Regions from separate parts of the Sus scrofa genome. Here all the other regions are linked to region 3. Evidence: chromatin contacts called from public HiChIP or PLAC-seq data. All regions are on one chromosome and are shown on one strand. Each heading gives the region's core, a stretch centred on a gene start, on an enhancer-like site or on the middle of the called end of the contact. The rest is flanking DNA. Distances are from core to core; before and after follow the strand shown. Region 1 holds the start of NXT2 (NTF2-related export protein 2). Region 2 holds the start of ACSL4 (acyl-CoA synthetase long-chain family member 4). Region 3 holds the start of TMEM164 (transmembrane protein 164).

Region 1 (4,662 bases), core at 905-3,404, 420 kb after region 3:
CACGAAATCACCAAGAGAAGTTGATGATTTATTTCATTTTGTAGCTCCATATATAGCCCACATTCTTCCATATAAATTTGGATATTTTAAAGATTAGGGCTCAAGTTCCCATTTTTTTTTTAATGCACTATTTTAAAGGATGTATCTTTAGGGCATATTTGTCCTTCATTAGTGAATTTCACCTTTTTCTCGGTCTAAATATAAATCTATTATCTTTGCTTGGCAACTGGCACTTTAGGCTTCCAACATTTTACAAAGCATTCACTTTAATAAAAATGATGCTGTCTGAAACTTAAAAAAAATGTGTGTGGGGGGGTGCGAACTGCCACTGGATAAGTTAGGAAGTGTTGAGTTCTCTTTTCAAGCGGTAAGTTTTTCAAAAGTTGCTGAATGGGGAAAAAAACTGAACAAGTTCAAGGAACTGCTTGAACTACTAGATACCTAGAAAACTTCCTCACAATACATAAAAATTCACCGGCGTTTGTAAAGAACTTTAAAACCGAAGAAAAGAAATGTGGTGGTATTCTCCCGCAGGAAGATTAAGTACTTTCTTCCCCAGGCATTTACCAGCCCAGCCTATTATTTGAATTAAGAACCAGTTCCGTTTCTGTCTCAGGTAATTGAAAGTTATTTAGAAAATCAAACAGCAAAGAATAGATTACAAGCCGTAAGCAACAGACCCCAACGTTCCCGCCTCCACCTAGCTCCCATCTCGGGGTCCTTTCCTGGATCGCAAAGCGACTGCACAGCCCTGGGCACGGAGGGTCAGGGGTCGAGGATGGTGGGGGACCGCAGAGAGCGGGCCCCGCCCCCGGCGCCTGGCGCGCCATGACCAGATTCGCCGCTTTACCACGTGACCAGCAGACAGCCCGCCCCAGAGCCCCGCCCCTCAGCCACCCGCGCTCAGGCACCCTGCCGCGGCCGCCGCACTCACCACGGACATAGCCATCGGGGAGCCCGAAGCACCCTGTTCCAGCAGTGGCGGCGTCACTACGTCTTCTCGTGTCCGGCTCCCACGGCTGCGTGAGGGTCAAATACTTAGAAAGAAAGCGAAACCCGCCAAACGCACAGAATTCTCTGCCCGCCCATTCTCCCCCGGAAGTAGCTCGGTCCGTTGTTAAAAGCACCCCGATGTACCAACCTTAAGTCCAAGTCTCTTCAGTTCCGACCGTACCCTCCTGTCTGCCGTATGTGCTCACTTGTTTGATATTTATTAACTTAGTTTCGAAAAAAAAATCACTTTGTTTTTGTTAAGGTACAATCTCAACAAAAGTATCCATTTCGCCAACCCGCCTAGAGACAGCATAAAAGATCTACTTAAAGCGTCCAATGGTGGGGGCTTCTTTGCTTCAGGAGGCGGGGCCAGTGCTAGCTAAAAGCCAATGTGGATTGTGAGGACACTGGCCAGATCTGTAACCAATAGGAAAAGTGGGTGGAGCTTGGGGAAAAGCGGGCAAACCTACTGCGCATGACTGGTAGACAACGGCTCAGCATTCTGGAATGTTCTGGAAGAATCGATCCACACTGCATTAAAAGCCAATGTCTCCTTACTATTCCTAAAATTATTGACTATTTGATTTGGCACTATTTCACTGGAAAAGGCTCAGTCCCTTCATTCTGGGCTGCATTTTCAAGTGTCTTGCAGACCTCAAATGAAGGTTGGTTTCTAGTAAACTAGCCATTAAACACTTTCCACAACCTACTCCCTAAAAATAGCTAAAATTTTACCGGCTGGTTATCAGGGAGGAGGGTACTTTTCTAAGCATTTTAACCCACATTCACTTAATCACTTACAATAACGATCTGAGGTAACTACTTCTGTTACATAGTTAAGACATAGAGTGATTACATAACCCCCTTACAGTCACAAACTAGTTGAGATTCAAGCTTAAGCAATTTAATTACCCCTGCAACACGCCCCAGCATCCTCCAAAACCGCTCATCTCAAAGCCCCCAACAATTTCTGGGTGGTCAAATCGATCCGGTATCGCCACAGACTTACCATGAATGGCTGGTATGTGGCTCCTCATGAAAATGGTCACTCTTTCCATGGGGTCTTTCTCTGTCTCCCTGAAACCAGTCTCTTCTGAATTTCCTCATACTTTTATCTGATTTTTCCCTCACTCTCCTTTCTTCACCTAGCTCCAACTGCAGCGAACTTCCCGCTGTACACTATGCAGCCTCCTCTGCTCCCCTCTTACTGGCGTCACTTCCGGTGGCGTCTCCCATTTAAAACCTCCCTCCCACGTGATCTCGATTGATACTTGTATGCTGACGAACCTCAAAACACATCTCCAGCCCCTCCTTCCCGCCGCTTTTCTGAGTTCCAATTCCACGTATGTAGTTTCGCTAAGTATGAAGACGTAAATACGCTACAGGTTTATCAAACTTGCAGAGTCCAAATTTAAAGGCATTATTTCCTCTGCACTTAGAATCTTTTGTATTATTTCAGTCATCTACGCTTGAATTCTTGGAAATTTTTTTCTTTGGTATCCCCCTGCCCCCCATCCCATCGTCATAATTCATTATTCATTTCAACGAATATTTACTGAACACGTACTGTGGGTCAGGCATTGTACAAGGTTCTTGATATATAGTGGTGAACAAAACAGGCATGATCCATACCCTCATGAAACTCACAAGGTAATAGGAGTGATAGACGATAAACAAAAATGAATTATAGAGGAGTTCCAGGTAACTTATCCAATTCTTCCCACTCTTTAAAGAAATTCTCTCTCTCTCTCTTTCTTTTTCTCTCTCTCTCCTCTATACACACATTTTGACTTTGCTCTATTCTCATTTCCCCTCAATTTTCCCAATCTTTAAAGACTTACCTTGGTTTGGTCTGAATTTATCTTTCCAGACTTCTTTCCCATTATTCACCAACACTGGCAAAGTTAACTACTACTGTTTACCGAAAATGACTTGTGTTCACTGCTTTATAGGTGACTGCTTTTTTAGTTTGAGAGCTTAGAATGTGTCTGGCCTTATTATGATTTCATACAATCCTCACAACACCCAAAGAGAGAAACATTATTATCTAAATTTATAAGAATTTAAACTTAGGTTCAAAGAGGTTAAGTTGGACAAGATGACACAGCTAGTGAAGCCAGGATTTTAACTCGCAACTAACTGTTTATCCCCAAATCTTTGTTCTTAGATACTCCGCTATCATGCATTTGCTTACACTATGCTTATTTTGGAATATTTATTCTCTTCATTTACGACTGCCCTTCAGGGAGGAGGACAGGTACAGCCTCCTCCATGGAGCCTTCCCTCATTTCATGTTGCCAGAACCCTAAGGGATGTGACCTGTCCTTTGGCTACGGGGCATGCCTGTTGGTGTGGGGCAATAATGCTGGGGACTAAAGGAGTATTGTGAGTACTGAAAAGGGACAACTGAGATAGAAGTGGAGGGAAGACTTAGAGTTTTGCACTGAATATTTGCACAAAACTCTGTACACTTTTATTGATGTGCTACAAGGAGGGGAGGGTGGGTAAACTGATAACAAGAATAGAGTAGGACTCGAGGGGCCTTCCTGGGGACAGAACACCCTGCATCCCCTGCCTCTGGTGTGTAGAAAAGCTTCAGCATCCTAGCCCTTCACTGAGTTCCAAACAGTAAATTTAATCAGAGAAATACAAACAAAGGAAAATAGTCAAGCAATACATGAGGTTAGCCATAAAAACAAAGTTAAAGACCTTTGGGTCCTCCTTTAGGGCTATAAATAATATCTGGAGCCATATCCTTGAGCTGCTTAGAAGATACTAAAACCCCTACCAGATGGAAGAAGTTAACCTCTAGCCACCAGCATGTAGACTCCAGACCAGTTGAAACCAAAAGGCTGTAAATGTTGATTCCTGAAACACCACTCAGTTGCCTCATCACCAACCAATCAGAAGAATGTCCATGATCTGATCAGGCATATTGCTGCTCTCTCCCTCATGTTGCCTTTAAAAGCCCTGCCCCAAAGTCATCAGGGAGTTTAGGTTTTTTTTTTAGGGCCATACTTGTGGCATATGGAATTTCCTAGGCTAGGGGTCCACTTAGAGCTGCACCTGCCAGCCACAGCCATAGCCACAGCACGCAGAATCCAAGCCATATCTGTGACCTACACTGCAGCTCATGGCAATGCCAGATCTTTAACCCACTGAGCGAGGCCAGGGATTGAACTTGTATCCTCGTGGATACGAGTTGAGTTTGTAACCCACTGAGCCACAATGGGAAGAGAGAGTTGAGGTCTTTTGATCATGAGCTATCCATTCTCCTTGCTTTGCCATGAAATAAGTGCTGAACTCTCTCCTTCACTACAACCTGGTATCAGTAGATTGACTTTGCTGCATGTCGGGCAAATGGACCCAAGTTTGATTAGGTAACAAACATAGAAAGCAATGCCAGGTTCTGGTTAGTCAGAGCAATGACTTTTACCATATGGAAACTATGTTTGGGGAGACAAATGGGAACTAGGTGAATAATACACAGAATTGGTCTTCACTAAATAACTGAACATGTGCAAAAAAGTGGAGAGAGTTACTAGGAAAAGTGTGAAAGGCCTTTTTTTTTTTTTTTTCTGGGACACAGAATTACATCTTGGTTAAGCACATCATTGTTGGTATCAGTTGAGTTTAGATCCTGGCCATGCCACTGAGCAGCTCTGCGAC
Region 2 (4,409 bases), core at 1,034-3,533, 270 kb after region 3:
GCGAGAGGTAGCCAGAATAACAGCATCCTAAGTGATAAAAATGGTGAAAATTCAACTAGTTTCTTGGTCTGATAAATATCTCTTTATATTTATACACATGCTTATACATAGGTATGTATGTAGACCTATTCATACATACAAACAAAAACTGAGAGCCTTAGGCTCTTTCCTTTATACCTTGTAAAGCTGGAGGAACTTTAATAATCCAGCACTGACTCAGTGTTCAGAGGAAACTACCTAATTGAGAAGGTCTGGGCTAAATGACTGCTAGTAAAGAAAAATGGACCAAAGTACTCTTTTATTACATGTTCTTTCTCATCTTAGTCTGATTTATGTGCTACACTGGGTCTGTTCTGTGTCTGTGTTTTATTTATTTATTTATTTATTTATTTATTTATTTATTTCTGTCATTTTTTTTTTTTAGGGCCACACCCATGGCATAGGGAGGTTCCCAGGCTAGGGGTCAAATTGGAAGCTGCAGCTGCCAGCCTATACCACAGCCACGGAAAGGCAGGATCCTAGCCGAATCTGCAACCTACACCACAGCTCAAGGCAATGCCCGGATCCTTAACCCACTGAGCGAGGCCAGTTGATCAAACCTGCGTCCTCTGATGCTAGTCAGATTCGTTTCTGCTGAGCCATGACGGCCCCGCCTGTGTCTGTGTTTTAATTCCACCGCTAGACACCAAGTCTGTTGAGAGCGGGGATGATCATTTTCTTGATTTCATTTGTATTAACCCTGCTGTACATGACAGGGCTCTGTGCACTGTAGGTACTCCGTGAATTACAGAGCTGACAAATGATTACTTATTTCTGGTACTACCACACGATCTCATAAAATAAACATGACAATTAAACTTGTTTGAAGTCCTGAACTTTCTAGGTCACTCTCGATAAAGGAAGTTATATGTCTGCCACAGCAATGTTCATAGGCATATTATATATAAATGGGTGGGCCTGTTGGAAATGGGATGAGTAATCCCACTCAAAGAAGTAACATATAAAGGCTGTAGATTTATGCTCTCCAGTTGTGGGCCTCCAACCACCTATAGTGTCACCTGAGATGCTTAGTGAAGATTCAGACTTCACAGCCCCACTCAGATCCAGGTATCAAAGAATAAGTCTAGCCTGTAATCTGAGGTGGTCTATCCACCCCCCACACATGCAAACACACGTATGTTGTTACCTCCAGTAATTCTATGGGAAAATGGAAAATAGCAAATGAAATGACATGTCCATTCCCAGCAAGAAGAGGAAGCTAGTCCTCCATTATGTATCAAGGAACTGGAAGAATACTGGCGTTTTCTTTCTTGCGGTGATACATTCTTGGCAGTTGGTCGTGGCTCCTTTGCAATTATGGTCTGCCCCTTTTGAAGTCCCAAGACAGTTCGCCAGCATTTTATTTTTAACAACAATTTCTTGAAGGTCTTGGGAACTGTATTTGCAGGACTGGCTCAGAAGCAACGATCAGGGCCAGTAAGATGCCACAGTGCTGCGGTGACTTGTCCTTATCAGTTGTGAGCTCTTTGGCCATTACACCACCGTGGAAATGCAAGGCATAAAGTGAAAAGCCTGCATTCTTGTGATATTTCATAAACGGGGGTGACGGCAGGGGTCTCAACGCAGTGAGAGGCGAGATAAAGCGAAGACAGGCGTGAGCGCGGGCTCGGAGGAGCAGGGTGTCTTAGGCAAAGAAGGTTAAGATCTCTCGCCGAAGGGAGAACAGTCAAGTCCGAAGATGCTTATCTTGAGAGGGCAGGCTGGAAGATGACCCGAGGGCAACTTTCATTACAGGGTGGAGCCCTAAGAAGCGAGCGCAGGTGCGGGCGTGGGCCCGTTCCGCACCTCGCTGAAATCAGATAGGCGCCCGAACCTCCCGAAAACACGCTCCATCACGTTGCCTCGGGACAGGAGCTGGACCCCGCGGCAGAGCCGTTAGCCGGCTCGGCTCCCCCGCCGCACCCCCCTCCATCGCCCCCCTCCATCTCCCCCCGGCAGCCGCTAGCGACCAGCTCGGGGCTCCTCCTTTTCGGCTGACGTCGGGGCGAGCGGAGGCGGGAGCGTGGGTGGGCCGAGCGGGCCGTCGCCCGCGATTCGGCCGGCTGTGCCACACCACCGCGCGCCCCCGCTCCGCCCGCCCCTCCGGGCGCGTCTTTTCCGGGCCCGCGCCTCGCCGCGCCTCGCCCCGCCTCCGCCGGCCCTCCGGGTGCGCGCGCGCCGCTGCGGCTTTTTCTCCGGCCTCCGCGGCGCGCCCCTCCTCGAACCAGCGCTAGCGGGCACGCGGCTCCTTTCCGCCAGCTTCCCGAGTGCCCAGCGCCTGCCGGCTGCGAAGACGCCGTGGGCAGCGCCTCTGGTGAGTAACTGCAGCCCGCGAGGCTCCGGCCCCGGCACCTCTGTCCTCTGGCTGTGGCGGGGCCCCCGCTCTGGCCGTGCCACCGTCCCACACCTGAGCCCAGAAGAGGTTGAGGGGACGTTCCTGTTCCCGGAATCCGCTGGCTTGCTTCTTGAGCCCGCCCCCCTCGTCCGGGAAGATCCCTAAGTCCCGGTATCATCTCCTTTGCTGAGGTCTGGGGTCCTCGAGACCCTGGCTTGCCTCTACCTGCCGATCGCTGCCCTTCGAGGGGCAAAAGCATCTTCCTGATCGGGGTGCTAGGCTTTGCCGTGACCCTTTCCGAAGGAGCACATCAGCGACTCGCCAGACCTCCAAACGACCTTTAGGGCGCCCCTGGACCTCAGCTCCATTTTGTCCCCTTCCAGTCGCTGTCTGTCTGGGAGCTAGGGGGTCTCTCTGGCCCTGGAAGCATCCGCCCTTTGAATTTGAGGGATGCCCTAGGTTCCGATATCCTCTCAGCTTCCGGATCTTTAGGTGTGTTAGAAAACGGCTGGTTTCTAGCAGAAGCGGGCTCTTATTTTTTCCTGTTCTACCTATCTACATCCCTGTCCTCCGTGGGTGCTGTATATTTAACATTAGCTTTATTCACTTCCTCTTCCTCTCATTCGAGGGCCCTACAGAAAGAACTGTGGGTGATGTCTATCGCACAGAGGAAAATCGAGGAGAATATGATTCATTGCCTAACCCCCATTAAGGGGTTACATATTTTAAATAAGACGTCATTTCTCCTCTTGACTCCAGCATCTCCTCCTTCAAAAGGCATTTTTTTTTCACCCTCTTGAAATGACTTTGCCCTAAATCGCTCTTCACCTTAAAAAAAAAAAAAATCAATCATCGCTCTGAGAAACAACGGGGAGATGGAGAATAAGGACGAAATGGCATTTAAATGAATCTCTTTGAAAAAGCAAGCCATCTGCTTCATTGGTTAATGGTTTAATCAGCGCCTCAGTTTCCTCATTTACAAAAATGAGGATGTTGGAATGAGGGTTCCTTCTTGGGTTCTGATTTTAGGACCTCTAAATTCGCTCTTAGTAACATGTTGCTGCATAACAGAGATTGAACCTGATGAAATCCTCGTGTCTTGGTAGTTGCTTGTCACTTTAGTTTTTCTTTTGTATTGCCTCTGACTAATAGTTTTAACTGTTATTGGTACAGAAGGCTGTAAGGGGAGATTCAATGTCTGTACTGTCAATGAGCATATCAAAGATTTTAATAGTCTAAGGCCTCTTCCTTGAATTGTAAAATAGCGATGAAACCCGCTAAAAGGTGAGACCTGTAAGACTCCTCTAAGAATTAACACTCTCTCTGCCATTCAGGTGGAGGATGAAACATTAAACTGTTGGTCTACTGGCAACATAGAATGAAGTACCTTATTGTTCTGGTAGGAGAAGTGATTTGACCCTTACAAATCCACGGAAGGTTTACGCAACAATGGAAATCTTGATTACATTGGTTCCCCCCCCCCAAAAAAAAAAACCCCTACTTTAAAAAGAAGTGATTCAGATTAAGATTTTTGTTGAAGTGTTTTTTGGGGGGTTGGGGTGGGATGGGTGGAGAAAGGAGAGGCTTGCCCAGTTGAGTGGAGAAGAGAAATGAATTGGGACCCTGGAGGGGCTCTGGTTCCAGTTCCAGCACTAATTCATTATATCACCTTGGACAAGTCACTTTTCCTCTCTTCAATTTAGCTTCTGTAAAAGAGTCTTGATGTTGGTAGAACGACCCATAAAAGTCCACCAATTTGAAATATATATAAAATGCAATTTGCATTTTAAGACTGTGCCATAAATCCTTAGTTGAAGTTAAGGCAAATCCTTAGTTGTTTAGGACGTTTTTCTCTAGCATAGATCTGCATGTACTAGTTCCAGTCTACATATGCAGAATTCTTAACTCATCCTTATCAAGTGAATTACTGTAGGTGGAAATCTAGAAATTGGGGAGCATTTTATAGAAGCCAGGTATTGTTAACCTAGGCTTGCAAGTGAATTGTGTACAATACCACGCTTTATTTATTTTTAAA
Region 3 (4,999 bases), core at 833-3,332:
TGCTCTGGCTGGCAGCCACGGCCACCCCTACCGTCCTCCTTCGTCTGCCTCAGGATGTGCCGCAGGGCCACCAGGATCTCCAACAGGGCCAGGGTCAGGACCACCACACTTTCCAGCAGCCGCTGCTGCCAAGAGAGGAAGGCAGCACAGTCGGGGCCCCCATTGCCTGCAAAGCTGGGGTCCACGCCCCCATAGAGCCAGTCCAGGAGACTTTGGTAGCTATACCGGGACATGATGCAAGGTGGTTCCCCGCGACCACCGTGCAGGAAGCAAGAGCGAGATGGAACACAAGCCCGGAGGGTGGCCCTGGAGGTGGGACATGTACGGAGGGCACACCCCCGCACCCGCACCCCCTCTGGACACCGGGGCGCCGAGAGCAGGGGACGGGGAAACTACACGCGAGGCCCGGGGCAAAGTGCTGGCTCTAACTTGTCCCCACGGCTGTCTGGGGAGCCCCCCGCGCTTCTCCAGTGGCCACCAACGAGGCAGGGTGGAAACGAGCCGTTGGCCAATCTAAAAGGAAGGAGAGGAAAAAAAAAAAAGGTCTCAAAGAGGCAATTGCATCGGGAATTACGAAGCGGGGAGGGGTAACTAGCGAGGGAGGAAAAGGGGAACAGGGGCAGTGGCGAAGCAAGCAGGGAGGGGTCAGGGGAAGTCGGAGGCCGGGAGGGTCAGAGCGAGGGCCGAGGGGACCCAGCAGCGCGGCGGGAGCGAACCGGGGGGCGACGGCGAAGGGACACGCGGAGGCCAGGAGGGGAGCTGGCGGGGCAGGGCAGGCGGGGAGGGCGACAGGGCTGGCGGGGGCGCCGGACTCCTCGTCTCACGCACTCGCCACAGGGGATCGCTTACTCCTGCAACCGCGTGGCCGTCTCTGCCCCCAGCGAGCAACTTCGCCGCCGACCGGCCCCTCCGAGCCAATTTAGAGCCGTCCCGGTCCAGCCTCCCGCCCCCGGGTACACCCCCGAGCCCCCAGCTCCACCCCCGGCCCCAGACGCCCGCCCTCCAGGCAGCACCTCCCCCAGCCCGCGGCCCGCCCGGGACCTGCCCCCTCGCGCGGGCAGCGGCGGGAGGAAGCGGGGAGGGAGGGAGGGAAGGCGGGCGGGAGGCCGGGCCAGCCGGGGGCTGGGCTCCGGCCGGCCCGCTCCCTCCGCCCCGGCGCCGCACCTCCCGCGCCTCCCGCCCGGCCCCGGGGACGGGCCGCCGCGCCCCTCGGGGCTCCACTCACCGGCAGCTCGGCCCGCGGCCCCGGCTCGGGCGCCCACTCGGCTCCCCGCGCTCCCCGCGCCCCGGCTCTCGGCTCCCCCGGCGGCCGCAGCGGCCGCCGCACTCGGCTCCTCCTCCCGGTCTTCCTCCCCTGCAGCAGCCGCGCTCGCTTCCTCCTTCTTCCCCTCCCTCTCTCCTCCCCCTCGCCGCCGCCACCGCCTCCCCGCTCCCGTCCGGCTTGGCCCCGGGCCCCCTCGCGCCCTCGAGCCGCGGCCACCCCGCCGCGCCTCCTCCCCCCTCTCCGGCCTCCCCCCCACATTCGCTCCCACCCTTCACACCTCCCACCCTCCCTCTTTTCTCCGCTCCCTCCCCTCCCTCCCCCGGGCTCAGTCCCCGCCTCCTTCCCCTCCTCCCCGGCCTGCCTCGCGTTCTGCACTTGCCGAGCCAGCACGCGTGCACGGCCACCTTCCTGCACCATGGTCTACGGAATTCGCCTCCTCCGCGAAGCCGTTTTGACCGACTCCACCTCCTATGACCCGGTTCCCCAGGACACATCTTTGTACGCCCTGCACCTAGTAGGCGCTTAGCCGGCCCTCGCCAAGTTCTTGGGGAATGGACGAGCCGTTGCTAGTGATGAGCGGCTGGGCAGGCTTGGCTTTGGGAGGTTTGTTGGGTGGGATCTTCTACTCCTCGCCTCTCCTCCGGTCCACTCGGAAAACAGCCGACTTGGGCAGGGCCAGGAAGGCATCTTCTCTCACCTTTCTAGACACAGCCGTACCCTCCACTCCAGTCCTAGGACGAGGCATCTTACTTTGCTAGGCTCTTCCCCTTCCAGCTCTGCTCCGGTGTTTCTCCCTCTAACCTCCGCCTGCCACACCTTCCTGCTCAACCGTACTGGAGCTGAAGGAAAAGAAGCTTCCCCTGACCTCTTTCCCTGCCCCCCTCCCTGCAACGGAGCAGCTGTTTCCCAACCTGCACTTGGCCAAGAGTCCTGCCTCTGAAAGGCCGGCCAGGACAGTGTGGGTGGGGGCCAAGAATTGGATAAGGGCTGCTGATTGAAACAGGGCCCCCCTTCCCTGCTGCCTTTTACCCGTAGACTGTGGTTTACTTTTCTTTGGGCAGGAAACAGGAAAAAGACCTTTATAGAATCGACCTCGTGTTGATTTAATATTTATTGAAGACTCACAAAGAATTAGGAGAATATCCAGAAAAACATGGTTAGGCACCTTGCCTGGGAAACACTTTCTGGTATTGGCTGCAAGCCAGACTCAAAACATAAAATACAGTCTAATGTGTTATCAGGCTATTGTCCTCCCATCCTTTACAAGTGTGGTTTTCCCCACAAGTAGAGCTGCAGAGCCAGGTAGCCTTGTCTAATTCCAAGCTTTGTACAGCATCTACCATAGGCCTGATGCTCTTCAAACGCTAATTAATAAAGAACAAGGACAAACAAGACTGATTCAGCGGCAGAGTCCTGTCGTGGCTCAGCAGAAATGAATTCCGCTAGGAACCATGAGGTTGCGGGTTCGATCCCTGGCCTTGCTCAGTGGATTAAGGATCCTGCATTGCCGAGAGCTGTGGTGTAGGCCGAAGATGCAGCTCGGATCTGGCATGGCTGTGGCGTAGGCCGGCAGCTGTAGCTCCAATTCGACCCCTAGCCTGGGAATCTCCATGTGCCATGGATGCAGCCCTAAAAAAAAAAAAAAAAAAAAAAAAATTGGTTTAGCAGCTCACTCCACTGAATTCATTTTTCATAGGTGTTTTGTTAAATCCTCTGCAGCGTAACATTAAGGATAATAAAGCTGTGGAGCTCCTGGCATTGACTGCAGCCTGAGATCTTAGGTTCCTCTCTTCAAGGAAGGAGCAATGAGGTTATAACTCAGTAAAAGGCTTCCTTACCGCTGAACTTCCCTTGGGATTTTGGCCTGGAGGGTCCTGTGTTTGCAAAATGACCCTCTTTAGTAACTGGAGCCAGGCCAACTTCCTCACCTGAGGCACAAAATCCTCTCTTCCAAAAGTAGAATAAGCCAAGTGTTGAACCACCCAGGATTCAATTCCTCTTACTTCCCAGTTGGGCAACTGACCTCTTTGGGGCCTCAGTTTCCATCTATCAGCTGAAGGGTCGTCAGTTATCTAGTATCTGATTCCTAGGATTATGCACATTTAAATGAGTTGAATTAGGTAGCACACTCTGCAGTGTCTGGTGCATAAAAAGTGCTCAATAAATGCTCCCCGTTCTCCTCATCCAGTTCCACATCGGTGCAGGCAAGCCCGCACACGTGCAAACACTCTCACATTCAGTGCCTTCCCCCACATCTGCATAAACAAGCCTACCCAGGCTTCGGAGCCCACGTGAAATTGCACTCTCCGCAACCCCCACCCCCAGCTCCCAAGAGCTCTCTCCCTCCTCTGAACCTCAACAGCCGTTATTGCCTGCACTACTCATTTTATTCTGAATCACATACTGCCTTCCATTGTTCTCTCATTGTTAGTTCTGTCTCCCACACTCAGATCTTTGACAGCAGGGACGGGTCTTCATCTTTTCTAAACCCCATCTCGGCACCTAGCAGAGTGGCAAACAATAAGGCACTCAGCAGAGACTAGGGGAATGTTGTCCCTCCCCATAGGTAAAAGGCAAATAAAAACTGAGCTGAAATGGTGGGTCGGATTTTGGAAACTCAAAAAAAGCTTCAGGCAGAGGTCCTGATCATTTCCTTGCTGGGACACAGGCCAAAGGCGTCTTGTCTCCAAACAGTAACAAGAGCAAACGAACTCGGCTTTTTTTAAGTAGAAGCTTGAAGGGCAGTGAAAAGGGAACGTGGACAGTGGGGAAAGTCACCTCTGGGGAAAGGCATTTTTTTCCGGGCTTCTGTGTGCTCAGGTAAAATGAGGCGGGGGGCAGTGAACTAGAACTGTTTCTAAGCTGCCTGCTGGCTCTAGGAGTCCATGACTCCAGGAACTCAGCCTTCCTGCCTTTCATCCAAGTCAGGTTTGAACTGTAAGGCAGAAAGCTGATCTAACTGGCTAGGTGATCCGAGCTACCTCTCTGCCTGTTGAGACACTACCCTAAATTCTTTTGTCCAACGTCCCTTTCCAGCTGTGAACTCAGCTGACCTCCTCTGGAGGGCAAAGAGTCAGAAAGCATTACCTCTGTCATATCATGGACTAGCAGGTGCAGAAAGGTGAAGTGACTCGCCTAAGATCACACAGGCTTGTAGCAGAGCCAGGGCTAGAATCGGGGCTTCAACAAGCATGGGTCGGAGCAAGCTTGCTCACTGACTTGACCATCTTGACTCTTCTCCTCCTCCACTTTATATTCTTTGAATCCACTCAGTCTAACCTGAAAATCAAAAGCATGCATGATCACCCATTAGCAAAAAACAGTGTATGATCCTGATAAGAAGTGCCGTCAGTCAAAATATGCTGCAGGTGTATGGAGGGGAATAAAGAGAGAAGCCTTTTTGTCTTGATCTATCTGCTTACTGCTGCCCCCCCCCCATTCTTTCAACGCCAGCATTCATTGCGCAATTATTTCCTGAGCTTCTATTATGTGTATAGGAATATACCAGATATGGAGGCAATCTCTGCCTTCAGGGAGCTTCAAATCTAGCCAGGGAGACAAGAGGAACAAACAAGGAAGTTGGGAGGGAGGGAGGTTATACAGTGAAGGAGGTACAAACACAAACCCAGTGGGTAAGAGCTGCTGCCACCAGAGCCCATCTTGCATATTTCAAGTGAGCCTCATGGGCAATGAGGTAAAGCAATTCAGTAGTTCAACACCAGGCAAAACTCATCT

Evidence for each region. HiChIP or PLAC-seq counts read pairs in DNA pulled down with a chosen protein or histone mark.
Region 1: an H3K27ac HiChIP or PLAC-seq map of alveolar macrophages shows a contact between it and region 3. The contact joins the promoter of NXT2 here to the promoter of TMEM164 in region 3. A contact is called at or near these places in 1 of 5 promoter capture datasets (liver) and 1 of 2 datasets of contacts at active chromatin or transcription factors (alveolar macrophages).
Region 2: an H3K27ac HiChIP or PLAC-seq map of alveolar macrophages shows a contact between it and region 3. The contact joins the promoter of ACSL4 here to the promoter of TMEM164 in region 3. A contact is called at or near these places in 1 of 47 Hi-C or Micro-C datasets (embryonic fibroblasts) and 2 of 2 datasets of contacts at active chromatin or transcription factors (alveolar macrophages and skeletal muscle).

The regions. Positions count from the first base shown.
Region 1 is chrX:89,682,225-89,686,886 of Sscrofa11.1, reverse strand. NXT2 (NTF2-related export protein 2) reads right to left here and starts at 2,154. Exons shown (of 5, transcript XM_003135314.4): 1 at 2,003-2,154; 2 at 935-1,019. The coding sequence starts at 2,100.
Region 2 is chrX:89,835,482-89,839,890 of Sscrofa11.1, reverse strand. ACSL4 (acyl-CoA synthetase long-chain family member 4) reads left to right here and starts at 2,283. Exons shown (of 16, transcript NM_001038694.1): 1 at 2,283-2,353.
Region 3 is chrX:90,102,376-90,107,374 of Sscrofa11.1, reverse strand. TMEM164 (transmembrane protein 164) reads right to left here and starts at 2,082. Exons shown (of 6, transcript XM_021080004.1): 1 at 1,962-2,082. The coding sequence starts at 2,009.